3 separate regions of the Anser cygnoides genome follow, and all the other regions are linked to region 1. Evidence: chromatin contacts called from public Hi-C data. All regions are on one chromosome and are shown on one strand. Each heading gives the region's core, a stretch centred on a gene start, on an enhancer-like site or on the middle of the called end of the contact. The rest is flanking DNA. Distances are from core to core; before and after follow the strand shown.

Region 1 (3,694 bases), core at 769-3,268:
TTGAAGGCCTTTCTCCCTCTCTCTGTCACTCAGTTTAAGGATTTGCATTTAATATACTTCATTCAAACCAAAAGTGCAAATAAGGTGGCAAACAAACCAAAAACCCACAAACATTAACCCTCCCTTCCAGCTCCCTAATAACAACACTTCTGCTGCCACACACTTACCATTTACCCAGCAAGTTAGCATACTCACTAGAGGGTGTATTTCCATGGCCAGTTACAAGGAGGGAAACAAATTAAAAACCAAAATGCTTTTCAGGAATACTACCTAAAAATTTAAACTCTTGAGACAAGAAGTCTTTATAACTGGAGAGACCACGGCTGGTGCAACCATGGTACAAGTAAGAGCAGAGAAGTAACCGAGCCATTTTCCTCCAGAAGGTTACTATTTTATGACAAGGGCAGCTTGATATGTTAACACTGCACTAAACCAAGAGATTTTTGTGGATACCCTAATCCATGCTGAAACTCCAAGCTGCTAACAAAGTTGAGGCAACATCCCCAAATTCATGCTTCATCCATGTGATGGAGAGGAGGGAGACAGACAAAGGAGACCCAGACCACCCAGAGGAGGGGACGGAGGTTTCCCTGTGTGAGCTCCCTGCCAAAAGCCTGCTGCTCGGGGCAGACAGCACCAAGGGAGGGGAGCAGCGGTGCCTGCCTGCAGCCAGCTGCAAGAGGAAGCCTCTTGCCCACCATCCTGCCTCCCGCGGGGGCTCACACACACCCCTCACATCTTGGGATGAAGGGCTTCCTCGCCGAGCTCCCCACGCAAGGAAAATAAACAGAAAGAAAGCAAGAGGGGAGGCTTCCTGTTGTCACAGCCTGCCGGCACCGCTCACCCAGAGCAGCCCCACAGCCGCAGTGAGGGAGCGCATGCAGCCTGCTGCTTCCCGCGATGCTCCACCAGATAGGCCAAAGCAGCAAGAGAGCAGCAGCCCAGGGGAACAGGCTGACAATTGGAGAGGATTTAACAGCATTTCACCTCAAGCCTGAACTCGAACTGAGGGGCTAGTGATAAAGCTGTTCCTAGTAGTTGCCATGGGCACTCAGGCTACCCAGGGCTGCAGGCTCATCTACATAGATGAGAACAGCAGGTCAGGCCCGGTGAGTGCTCGGATGGCAAACCAGCCACCGAAATTACACCGCTGAAGGAAGTGTCATTTGTGACAGGTAATGACATTTCCACCACATTAGTACCGAGCCAATGGCCCAGTTTAATTTAAGAATGGCACTCACAGAAGCGTAAGCTTTAAAAAGAGGCTTCAAACCAACATCCTAACCTGTTATGATAGCTGCGGATCACTTTCCATAACAGAAGAGGTGTAACAGCTCTAACATCCTGACCCAGTTCTGGTGTGTGCAATTACCTCCTGCTTGCATAAACTCTCTCTCCTCCTCTCATCCCTTCAGTGGGAGCCGAACAAGGTGTTCTTGCTCATTTCGTTTCCTGTTGGAGAACATATTTATTTTGTGCAGCTGCCAAACGCTGCCACAGAAGTGCCAGTATTCAGCAGCAATTCAAATGAATTTTAGATATCACTTCTAATACACATGAAAAGCACTAGAGCAATTCGACATAGACCTTGGCTATATATAAAACAAGCTGGCATAGTTAGCACGGAATAACTTTCCAGAGCCAGAGTATTTATTCTTGACGAGTTTGTATATAAAAGTTGTGTCAGTATAGCTGTACTGGCCATTTTCCACACGGAGACAAACTCCTAGGATCTCAGAGCTGTTTGTCACAGCTTGGGAAATGAAGCAAAGAAGTCTTGGTTCACTGCATTTCAGGCAGGCACTCATGTTACAAAAAAAGAAACACCATTTTGCTAGCAGGCCCGACAGAGGGATACAGCACCGAATAGCCTCCAGAGAAAAAGCTCTCCTCACCAAAAGACTCAGTTCTCATCTCAGTTAACAGCCTTACGTTAACGCTTCCCGCATTCTCCCTTTATGGAGGCCTTCATTTGTGCTGTCATCCTAGCACTGCAGAAATGCAGGGGCATCCTGCTGTGCCTGCATGGGCATTATGGATCCACAGAGCAAACCTCGAATTCTTGAGAACAGTCCCAGGGAGCTCTGCAGCTCCTCATACAGCTGTACCAGCCCCAGGAGCGCCGCACTAACAGCGGCAGAAAGCTCTCTCGTTTTAGGCAAACTGTTACCATACTGATTTAGCACACATGCTCCTCGAGCCCTGCCACCACAAAAAGCCCAGCAGGACAGCACCCTGGCAGGACAGGCAAGGAGCAGGGGGGCTGTGCTGTGCGTTATCATAAAGCAATCATGCAACACCAAATGAAGAGAAATACAGCCTCGACATGAACTCATCTCCCTTGCCTCAGTGCTGCTGCCCATGCGTGATGATGACAGAACACTTAAATATTTGGGAGAGCACACAAGATAAACTTTGGACTGTAGACCTAAGCGCTCCCAAACGGCCAAAGCAAGGACTCAAACCAATCACATATCCCCGCTAGCAGAAAGAAAACTGTAATAATCTGGAACATCTGGGTACGCTTTAACCACTAGAGGGTGTAAAAACAGCATAGTGAAAGGTTTGCAGCCAGCAATTAGTGGCAGAGAGCTGGAAGGAGCGAGAAGGACTTACAAATAAGTGAAGGAGTAGGATGCTAAGTAAGGTGAAAGAAAGGGTAGGTTATATCCAGAGAATTTCTAGTAGGACTGCTGTGGTCAAACGATGAGGTGCCTGAAAATAAACCTCCGCTCTGCTACTTCTGCTAAGGAAAACATTGCGGTAAAAAGCACAGTACAGGGATTTGCAATAAATAAGTGCAATGGCAAAGAGCAAGATACACAGATTTACGCTCTCCAACTCAAATCCAGCTCCTAATCTGATGAAATGGAGAAATCTGACACAATTGCTCCTGCATCTCGTAATTAACTTTGTTACAGGGTCAGGATTACTGCACACAATCCCACACCACTTCCTTCCTCCCTCCCCAGTGCAGAAAAGCAGGTGATGCATCAAGCAGGACTCTCTCTCCCACACCAGCCCATCTGTAGCAACAGAGGGCTTCTTTCTGCTGCTGTCGTGTTAGAGGTTCCCAATCAGATTAGCTAAAAGCCTTGAAACCTCATTAGTGAAAACCAGACCTGAATTTAATCCGTTTCAGGGCCAAAAGCAAGAAGGAAGGAAAAAACCTTTACCACAGATCAAAATGTCACCAAGAAGAGATTTAATTATTTATTTTGAACAACTATTTGCTAAAATGAAAACACCAAAGTGTTGCTGATGCTGTTTGCCCACTGGGAAATCTCTGTGAAGCTATGTTCCACCTGAAATACATAAGGACACCGGCTAACATACATCCATCCCTTCCTGCTCAGCCATACAGAGCCCTCTGGAGATGCCCAGTCCATAGCACAGCTTCCCGAGCCCATCGCCGCTGCTCTGGTGACCCGTCAGCAACAGCAGCTCTGGACTTTCACATCAGAAGAGTTATTAAGGGATGAAAAAGAGGAAACTTGTGAAGCAGGACATCAAAACGAAACACCAAGACAACCCCAAACCAGCCCTAAATGGGAACAGTGAAACACAAAATACGGTGCAGACGGTGCTACCAGAATGGAAAAACTGAAAGCAGATAGGAATATTTCTAAGGACCTGGGACTGGCTCTGACTCTCAAAAGTTGTGTTTCTTACTTAGCCTGGACAGAGTAGGAAC
Region 2 (3,694 bases), core at 407-2,906, 250 kb before region 1:
CACTGAAAACAGCACATGAGCTTCTAGAGAGTGATGTCAGTGGAAAAAATCTCATTTTGGGGCCAGTCCAGTGACAAAAAAAGCATCAACATCTTCAGGCAGCACTGGCCATGCTGCCCTGTGCTCCCCGCTCTGCCAGCAGACATCTGGGGCTTTGTCACACTTGCTTCGAAGCTTCGGACATCCCGATACGTTTATTTTATAGGAAAATAAGCAGGCCAGCAGCAAGTCGTGTGAGAGGGCCTGGGAGCAGGAGAGGAGCTGCCAGTTTTTGCTAGAACGCTCTGTTGCTTTAACGAGGGGAGCCCTACAGGAAAAGCCTGGCTGAGTCAGGGTGGAAGCGCTGAGTAATCCTTCCTGAGCCTGCGCCGCTCACCAGATGTCTGCCCCGGTCCCAAACCAGGCGTGGGGCACGTTTCCTCTGGGACAGTTTTCTAGCCCCCTGCAGCTGGGGTGTAAGTGTAGGGCCAAGGCAGCACGTGAGGTGCACGGCTTGGGTGGCAGTGCCCGCTGCTGCAGCGCTGGCTTTGAGTGCCCCGCTCTTTTGGCTTGAACACAAAATTTGTGTTTTCCCAAAGCACAGCTGGACAATGCATCTTCCATCCCGGCTAGCTGTGCTTCCAGCAGAGCTGCAGATGGAAAAGAAGGGTCCCACTTCATCTGTTGGCTGCCTCCTCGACCACCGAACCAGACAAAACAGCAGAGAAGCCAGCTACTGGCAGCAGCGCCTTGACCAACTCTCCTTTGCTAAATCAGAAATTATTTGCCTTTGCAAATCTCTGCACGTTTCCTCAGAGTTTACCCCAAGTCTCGCACCACATCTTTGCAGTCCTCCACACACAGCAGCTATTTCCAGCCATCTGGGTGTGGAGGAGATGGAGCTGCTGTGGGCAAGTGGCCCCTGCTGTTACCGCAACCGTGTGCAGGGCGTTTCAGGAGGTAACAGCAGGGGCCACTTGCCACACAAACACGGTATTTTTGCCATCATACCGGAGAGCAGAAAGGATTTCTCCATGCGTTGGTGCAGGCACACCTGTGCTGGCTCTGTGCATGGAGACAAGGTGAATTCAGCAGGGTCTGGTGCTGTGCAGCTGTACTTGTGGCACTTGCAGACTCGAGCTGGTGCACGTGCCACAGCACCTGCATCACCCTGGGTGCCCAGGACTGGCGCAAAGCCCAGCGTCCTACTGTGCAGAGCTCCTCATCCCGTGGCCAGCAAGCTCTGTGTTACGTGAGAGGCTATGAAGATGCTCACTGCCATGGGAAATGAAACGTTTGCACCGGAGGCTTGCTAGAGCAGGTTAGGACAGATGTAGTGTGAGCTCCAGAGGCAGGGCGCAGCTGGGACACAGATGGGTGTAGGGAGAGGCGGCTGCCCACCCTGCCACGGGCATTGCCCCCATAAACCCACCCCTCCTTGCCCAACCCCGCCGCCCCAACACCAGGAGCCCCCCCCCGGGGAAGGAGAAGTGGCCGGGCATCCTCTTGTTTGCGCTGAGCTGTCACGAAGCATCGGGTGACTTCCTCCTGCCTTCCGAGGCTGGCCTCCTTCTGGGGGGCGAGGCAGGGCGACAGCCACGCTGGGAAGGGAAGTGCAGTGTGTTGCAAGAAGTTTGTGCTCACACTGAGGTCAGCGGTTCGGCTGCTCACGTGGCTCGTCGGTATAAAGCTGGATGCGGGAGCTGGGCTGCCCAGCTCAGACGCCTCGCCGTCCTGGGAGCAGAGGGGAAGGAGGAGCGCGAGCAGGAGAAAACAAACAGCAGGGAAACGACGTGGAGAAACATGGAAACTTCCCAGAAACAGAGCTCTGAAAGGTGAGAGCGGGGCAAGGGAGAAAGGGTACGTTTTAGCTGAAAGAGTAGTGCATTGCTCCTTCTGCTTTTAAGCACGGTGTTCCTGTTTCTGCTCTGCAGGGAGCAGCTTGCTCCTCCTCTCCCCTCTGGATGGAGTCTGTCAGTATTCCCCGCTCCGGACAGCGACTGGGATGCTGGCACCCCAGTCCCTGGCTCTCGGGATCTCTCTGCTCCTTTTCCTGCCGCCCCAGGCTCCCCGCTTTTCCTAGAGAGCTGAGATCTGTTTTTGCTGGAGGGGAGCCACAACTCTGATGTCTGTCCCGCTGCTTTTCCCCAGCATGTCTCAGGACCTGTCGGAGCTCTTGAAGGAAGCCACCAAGGAGGTGCACGAGCAGGCGGAGAACACACCCTTCATGAAGAACTTCCAGAAGGGGCAGGTGTCCCTCCACGAGTTTAAGGTATGATATTAACATCAGAGCAGCATAGCTCGGGTACGGGATTTCCTCACCAGGAAGCACGCTGTTGGATGGGACAGGATGCGTGGGGACTAAAGCAGGGTGGAGGGGGGCAGCATCAGCATCTCCTGTGCAAAACAAGCCACAGCACCCTCCTATCCTACCAGCCCCTCCTGCAGGATGCAAGGCAGGGCTGTGCCTTTCGGGATGGGCAGCCGAGCTGAAGCAGGAAAAAAAGACAGTGAGACTGAAGGGATTAATCTAACTGCTTTTATGAGTCTTCATAAATGCCTGCATGTTAATTAGTGGCAAAGGCGGTTAATGGAGATGTAACAATGTGCAGATATGCGAGTGGCTTAAGCGTCAAGAATGGAGCGCGCTAAATTTAGAGCACCCTGAGCAGTTACAGCTAGAAATAATGGTGGGCTAGCGATAAAGTGAGGCTGTGAGATCAAGTCGGGCCCCAAACCTTGCAGTGGTTTAGTTGTCACTTGGGTTATAGCAGGCTGAGATCAGGAACAAATTGCTCAAAGGCACTGAACTTGAGCAAGCTGTATCTGCTGCTAGCAGGTAGGAGCCTGTTGCTTTTCTTGAAATATTAAGAGTTATTTGCAGCTACTAGTCTGTGTCTAACCTGGCTATAGGGGATGCCTGGGATCTGAGCTACATAACAAAGCCATGAGCCAAACCGAGGCAAACACCTGGGCTAGAAATTCCCGGCAGGCCAGAGGAACTGACGCATGGGTTTGCAAATAACAGCCAGTAATCCGACCTGTGGCTTAATTACTTTGTTGTTGAATCGCTCCTTGATAAATAAATCCACAAGAATAGGCAAAAGACCACTTATTCCTGACAGGTTGTATTCATGATACCTAGTCAAGCATGAATTCAATCACAGGTGCTGACTTCCTGCTGTTAGAAACGCGGCTTTTGTTAGGCAGTGAATTTGAGACAGGCTGGCATTAACAAAAAAAAAAAAAAAAAGCCAGAAATAGGCCTCTAAGATTCAGGAGCACAGCTCGGTTTCCCAGAAACTGTTTACACACTGTCAGGGGAAGTGAGACATGACACCGGGCTTTAAAAAGTAATGATAATTTTCCAAAGCCACGTTTCCCACTGACCCACTGGCTGCCACCAAAAACAACGGGTCAAGTTAAATTTTCTTAATTTGTTAGGCAATGTTCCTGTATTTGGTTTCTTTTCCAGTAAGCTGGAAAATGGGTTATCATTTAAAAACCTCTTTTTTTTTTTTTTTTTTTTGTTTACCCTCTTGGCAAACCCCATGTATCAGCCCCGATGCATGACTCCCTAGAATCTGAATATGTGTTTCCACAACCAAGTCACTGCCTGTGTGTATATCAAAGTCCTGTTTGCTGACACAGTGGCGTAAAGTTGAAACGGCACCTCCTGTCCCGCAGAACCGATAGCTTTGTGGGAGAGTAAGCT
Region 3 (3,694 bases), core at 850-3,349, 140 kb after region 1:
TCGTGCCCAGCGAGGAGATGAGAGGCAACAGGCACAAACTGAAGCACAGGAGGTTCTGGCTCAATACGAGGGGGCACTTCTTTACTGTGAGGGTGACAGACCACTGGGACAGGTTGCCCAGAGAGGTTGTGGAGTCTCCTCCTCTGGAGATATTCAAAACCCGCCTGGATGCCATCCTGCAACGTGCTCCAGGTGATCCTGCTTGGTCCAGGGGTTGGACTGGGTGATCTTCAGAGGTCCCTTCCAACCTCGGCCGTTCTGTGATACGCTGTGTTTACACTGACAGATTTCTGCACGGCCTAAAGGACACATTTCTGCAGATTTAGAGGTGGGGACACCGAATATGAGCAGCAGAGCTGGAGGAGGGGCATGCAGTGAAATCCAGCCACTGCAGTGACCCAGTGGACCAGGCACAGGCAGGCAGCAGCCCTGGGCTTCCCCTCCCTGCGCAGACACCTCTCCCTGGAGAGGGACCTGCTCCGGACTACCACCACCGGCGAGCCTGTGCTCTTCCAGCTCCTACCTCGTACTCAATGGCAAGGTCTGTGTGATCATCGATGTCCACTTTGGCCATCACCACCTTCCCCTCCTGCTTGGCCACCATCTTCTCTAACCTGGGGCCTAGGATCTTGCAGGGACCGCACCACCTAAGGAGAGAAAGAGAGCAGGCACGAGGGGAGGCAAGTGCAGCAGCAGCAGGCACGGAAGGCTGGAACGCCAGTGCCTTTACCACCGTTTTACCTCTCTTGTCTTCAGCCCAACCTCTATGCTACGGGACGCTGCTGGCATTGAACGCCGAGCATAAACATTAACCAGCTCCCCCAGCCCGGGCTGTCCTCCTTCTGCTGCTCAGCCGTTCGTCCCTGCCCTGCTCACGTGTTGAGCTGTAACCCAGATGGCCACAACGCCGCCGTGGTGCAAGCGTTGCTGTCAGGCATGGGGGCAGCCACCTGCACACCTATTGGCTCGTGCCAATTATCACAGGCTTGCCTGTGTACTTACTGCAGAGTTAGCTGCAAAAATTGCAGACATAGCAGGCGTTTAACGCAAGAACATGGCAGCCACGGCAGATTTTGCAAGGCCCCACACAGGGAAAACAGTGCTGCACCTAAACACGCTGGTTAGGGAGCTGTGAACTCCCTCAGGCCAAGGAAAACACAAGTTAAAGCTCTGAGTGCCCTTTTCATGTAAAACATAAGCTCATGCAAAACGTAAGTTTTGTGCCTCCTTCCATGTTGGGTTTCAGGCTTTCCATTATTTGTCTTTTTCTCCCTGGATGACCCCAGTTAATGTTGGTTGTGGTTCGTCAGTTTGGTCTGTTTAGTGCAGCTGTTTTGGGGCTGCTCTGTAGCCTGTTTGCCCAGAATCAGCCACAACTCCTATGGCAGCACTACAGGACCGTGAAAACACTTGAAAAAGCAGTATAATCGGCATCGTTAATCCAGCGGATAACATCCAGGAATATTTTAACTGGCAAGAGCACAACAACAGTTTTATCGATCACAAACATTGCTTCTGCTACCGTGAGGCTGTCAAGAGCTCTGGCCCAAGAGCGCACGGTGCTAGAGCTGCAGAGACACAGCGTGAGCCTGCGGGGAGGTACAAAACGCGCGTTAACGTCGCTCTGTGTTTTTTGGGGGGACACTTAGCCCCGAGAAGCGATGAAGGGCGTTACCGGAGCCTCGCCGTGCCCCGGGGCTCGGCGCTGCCGGGCACTTACTGCGCGTGGAAGTCCACCACGACGGGCTTGGCGCTGTTGACCACCCGCTCCTGGAAGTCGCCGCCGTCCTGCACGTTGAAGGCGCTCGGGCGGGCCGCGGAGGTGCCCAAGGCCCTGCCGGGGCCGGCCAGCAGCCGACGGAGCGCCAACCTCTGCGCCATCTGCGGGGAGAAGAGGGGGGCGTCAGGGCGGGGGGGCGGTCGCGATCCCCGTCCCGATCGCGACCCCGCTCCCTATCGCGGCCGCGGCCCCGCACCTCGCCCTGCCCGCAGGTGCCCAAACCCGCTTCCGGCCGTCTCTGCGGATGGAGCCGCCCCCCCCCGCCCCGTTTGCGGGAGCTCAGTGGCTGCCGCTGCTGTCACTCGCACCCAGCCGCCGGCTTGGGGCGGAGCAGGCTGCTCCGCGGGGACCTTTTTCGTGCCCCCTGGGGGAGCTTTGTCGCGCACCCCCGCGATTCATTGGGATTTAGGGGACCGGCCCCGCGTGGAGCCCCCCCGGGGGACGCACACGAACGCGTGGGGATAACAAAGGGGCAGGAAAGCGCAGCCCACCACCCAGCCAGCCCTTGGGAGAGGGGTTTTGGGGTGAGCGGAGGGGAGAGAAAGAAACAGGACGAGCGTTTTGTCACCAAAGTGCACCTGGAACTTTCTTGTCGGGATGCAGTGCAAAGAGGAGGGGTGGCGGACATGCTTTATAAAACGGGGTGTGTGGGGGGGCTTTTTAGGGTGTTTGGTACAGAGAAGAAATGTTTGGACAGCAGGCCCACAGTCAGTGTGAGTCTCTCTGCCCTAGGACTGGAGGCAGGCTGCTCAGCCGCGTAGGGCGAAGGGTCTCTTGTAGTGCTCTCCTGGAAATGAGAAATTATCCCCGCCGGACTTAACTAAAAACCCACCACCCCTCTGTGCCCACCTCCGGCACCGCCCTAAATCAAAGGCAGCAAAAATACCGTGCAGTTTGCCCAGAGAACCACTTCTGGATTCGGTACACAAACAGATCCCGAAGCACTCGCAGCACCCAGGGAGCAGCGCGCCCGCACCAGGCTGCCACGGGACACGAGCAAGTCACCTCACAAGAGGGAGGTGACAATGTAAGTCACCCAAACGTCCCTCAAATCTCCCCTTTTGGACCCCTGGATGTCGCTGCAGATGCTGGCCTAGGCTATAAACACCACCTTCAGGCAACTCTGAGCACTGCAAGGACAAAGCGGGCGCCTCAGCACCGCCGGATTTCAGGCCCTGCCTTGTCCTTGGGAGCACGTCGGTCCTTTCTGTAACAGCAAGATCTGAGCAGGTCTTTGGCAAGTCGTGAACGGCAGAAGAAGGGATGGGGATGGAAGAGGCGCGGGGGAGAGGGGAGAGCCCTGCCGGGGATCTCTGTTACAGTACTGGCACAGCAGCACCCGTGGGTTTCCGCGCGGCGGGAGAAACGTTAGAGTTCGTCCTTGGCGTTAACGAGATGCTGCAGCGGGCGGACGGGTACGACGTGGTCCTTCAGCAGCTGGTCCCCGTCGGGGAGTTTGTCACCTGAGAAGTCCGCGGCAGCAAAATCCTCCAGCAGGCCGGCTGCTACCGCGTGGCGCCGGAGCCTCTCGCTCCCCGCCAGTCCTTGCATCCTCGCGTAGCCCTGCTGGCAGAAGGGAGGCAGCTTCTGGCGGGTGAGGGCGAAGAGGAAACAGGATTCTGCCAGGGAGAGCACAAAAAAGTAAATGAGACTCACCGGAGACACCCTGTAGAGAACAATTCCCAAAGGCTTTTGGGAACACGCACGCAGCACCAGCACTTTTTACTGTCCGGGGAGCACATCGGAGAGGTGTGACTGACTGCGAGAGCGCCAGCGCATCGCAGGGAGATCTCAGTTATTTGCAGAAGAGCTCGCTCCTGTCCCGTGTCCCTCACGTCCCTCCTCCACCTCCTGCCACCTCAACCCCAGGCTCAAATTACCTGCGAAGAAACTGCGCAGGTCGGTGCTGAGGCA

The links. Hi-C and Micro-C count contacts between places; a contact is called where the count stands out from the background.
Region 2: a Hi-C map of liver shows a contact between it and region 1, with 2.7 times the contacts expected there. The contact joins the promoter of HMOX1 here to the enhancer-like site in region 1. A contact is called at or near these places in 2 of 7 Hi-C or Micro-C datasets (both in liver).
Region 3: a contact with region 1 is called in a Hi-C map of liver, with 2.5 times the contacts expected there. The contact joins the promoter of TXN2 here to the enhancer-like site in region 1. A contact is called at or near these places in 2 of 7 Hi-C or Micro-C datasets (both in liver).

Annotation. Positions count from the first base shown.
Region 1 is chr1:56,630,430-56,634,123 of Taihu_goose_T2T_genome, reverse strand. All of the region lies in intron 3 of RBFOX2 (RNA binding fox-1 homolog 2), which reads right to left. Among named protein-coding and RNA genes, the nearest start is that of RBFOX2, 38 kb to the right of the region's middle. Within about 2 kb of position 2,018, at least 2 of the 3 cell types and tissues checked have open chromatin away from gene starts, as enhancers often do. A contact at or near this core is called in liver, where this site is marked.
Region 2 is chr1:56,883,154-56,886,847 of Taihu_goose_T2T_genome, reverse strand. It overlaps HMOX1 (heme oxygenase 1), which reads left to right and starts at 1,656. Exons shown (of 5, transcript XM_013181078.3): 1 at 1,656-1,814; 2 at 2,131-2,251. The coding sequence starts at 1,783.
Region 3 is chr1:56,485,549-56,489,242 of Taihu_goose_T2T_genome, reverse strand. It overlaps TXN2 (thioredoxin 2), which reads right to left and starts at 2,099. Exons shown (of 4, transcript XM_048048298.2): 1 at 1,977-2,099; 2 at 1,721-1,881; 3 at 524-647. The coding sequence starts at 1,881. FOXRED2 (FAD dependent oxidoreductase domain containing 2) reads right to left here. Exons shown (of 9, transcript XM_066996741.1): 8 at 3,661-3,694; 9 at 2,266-3,399. The coding sequence ends at 3,149.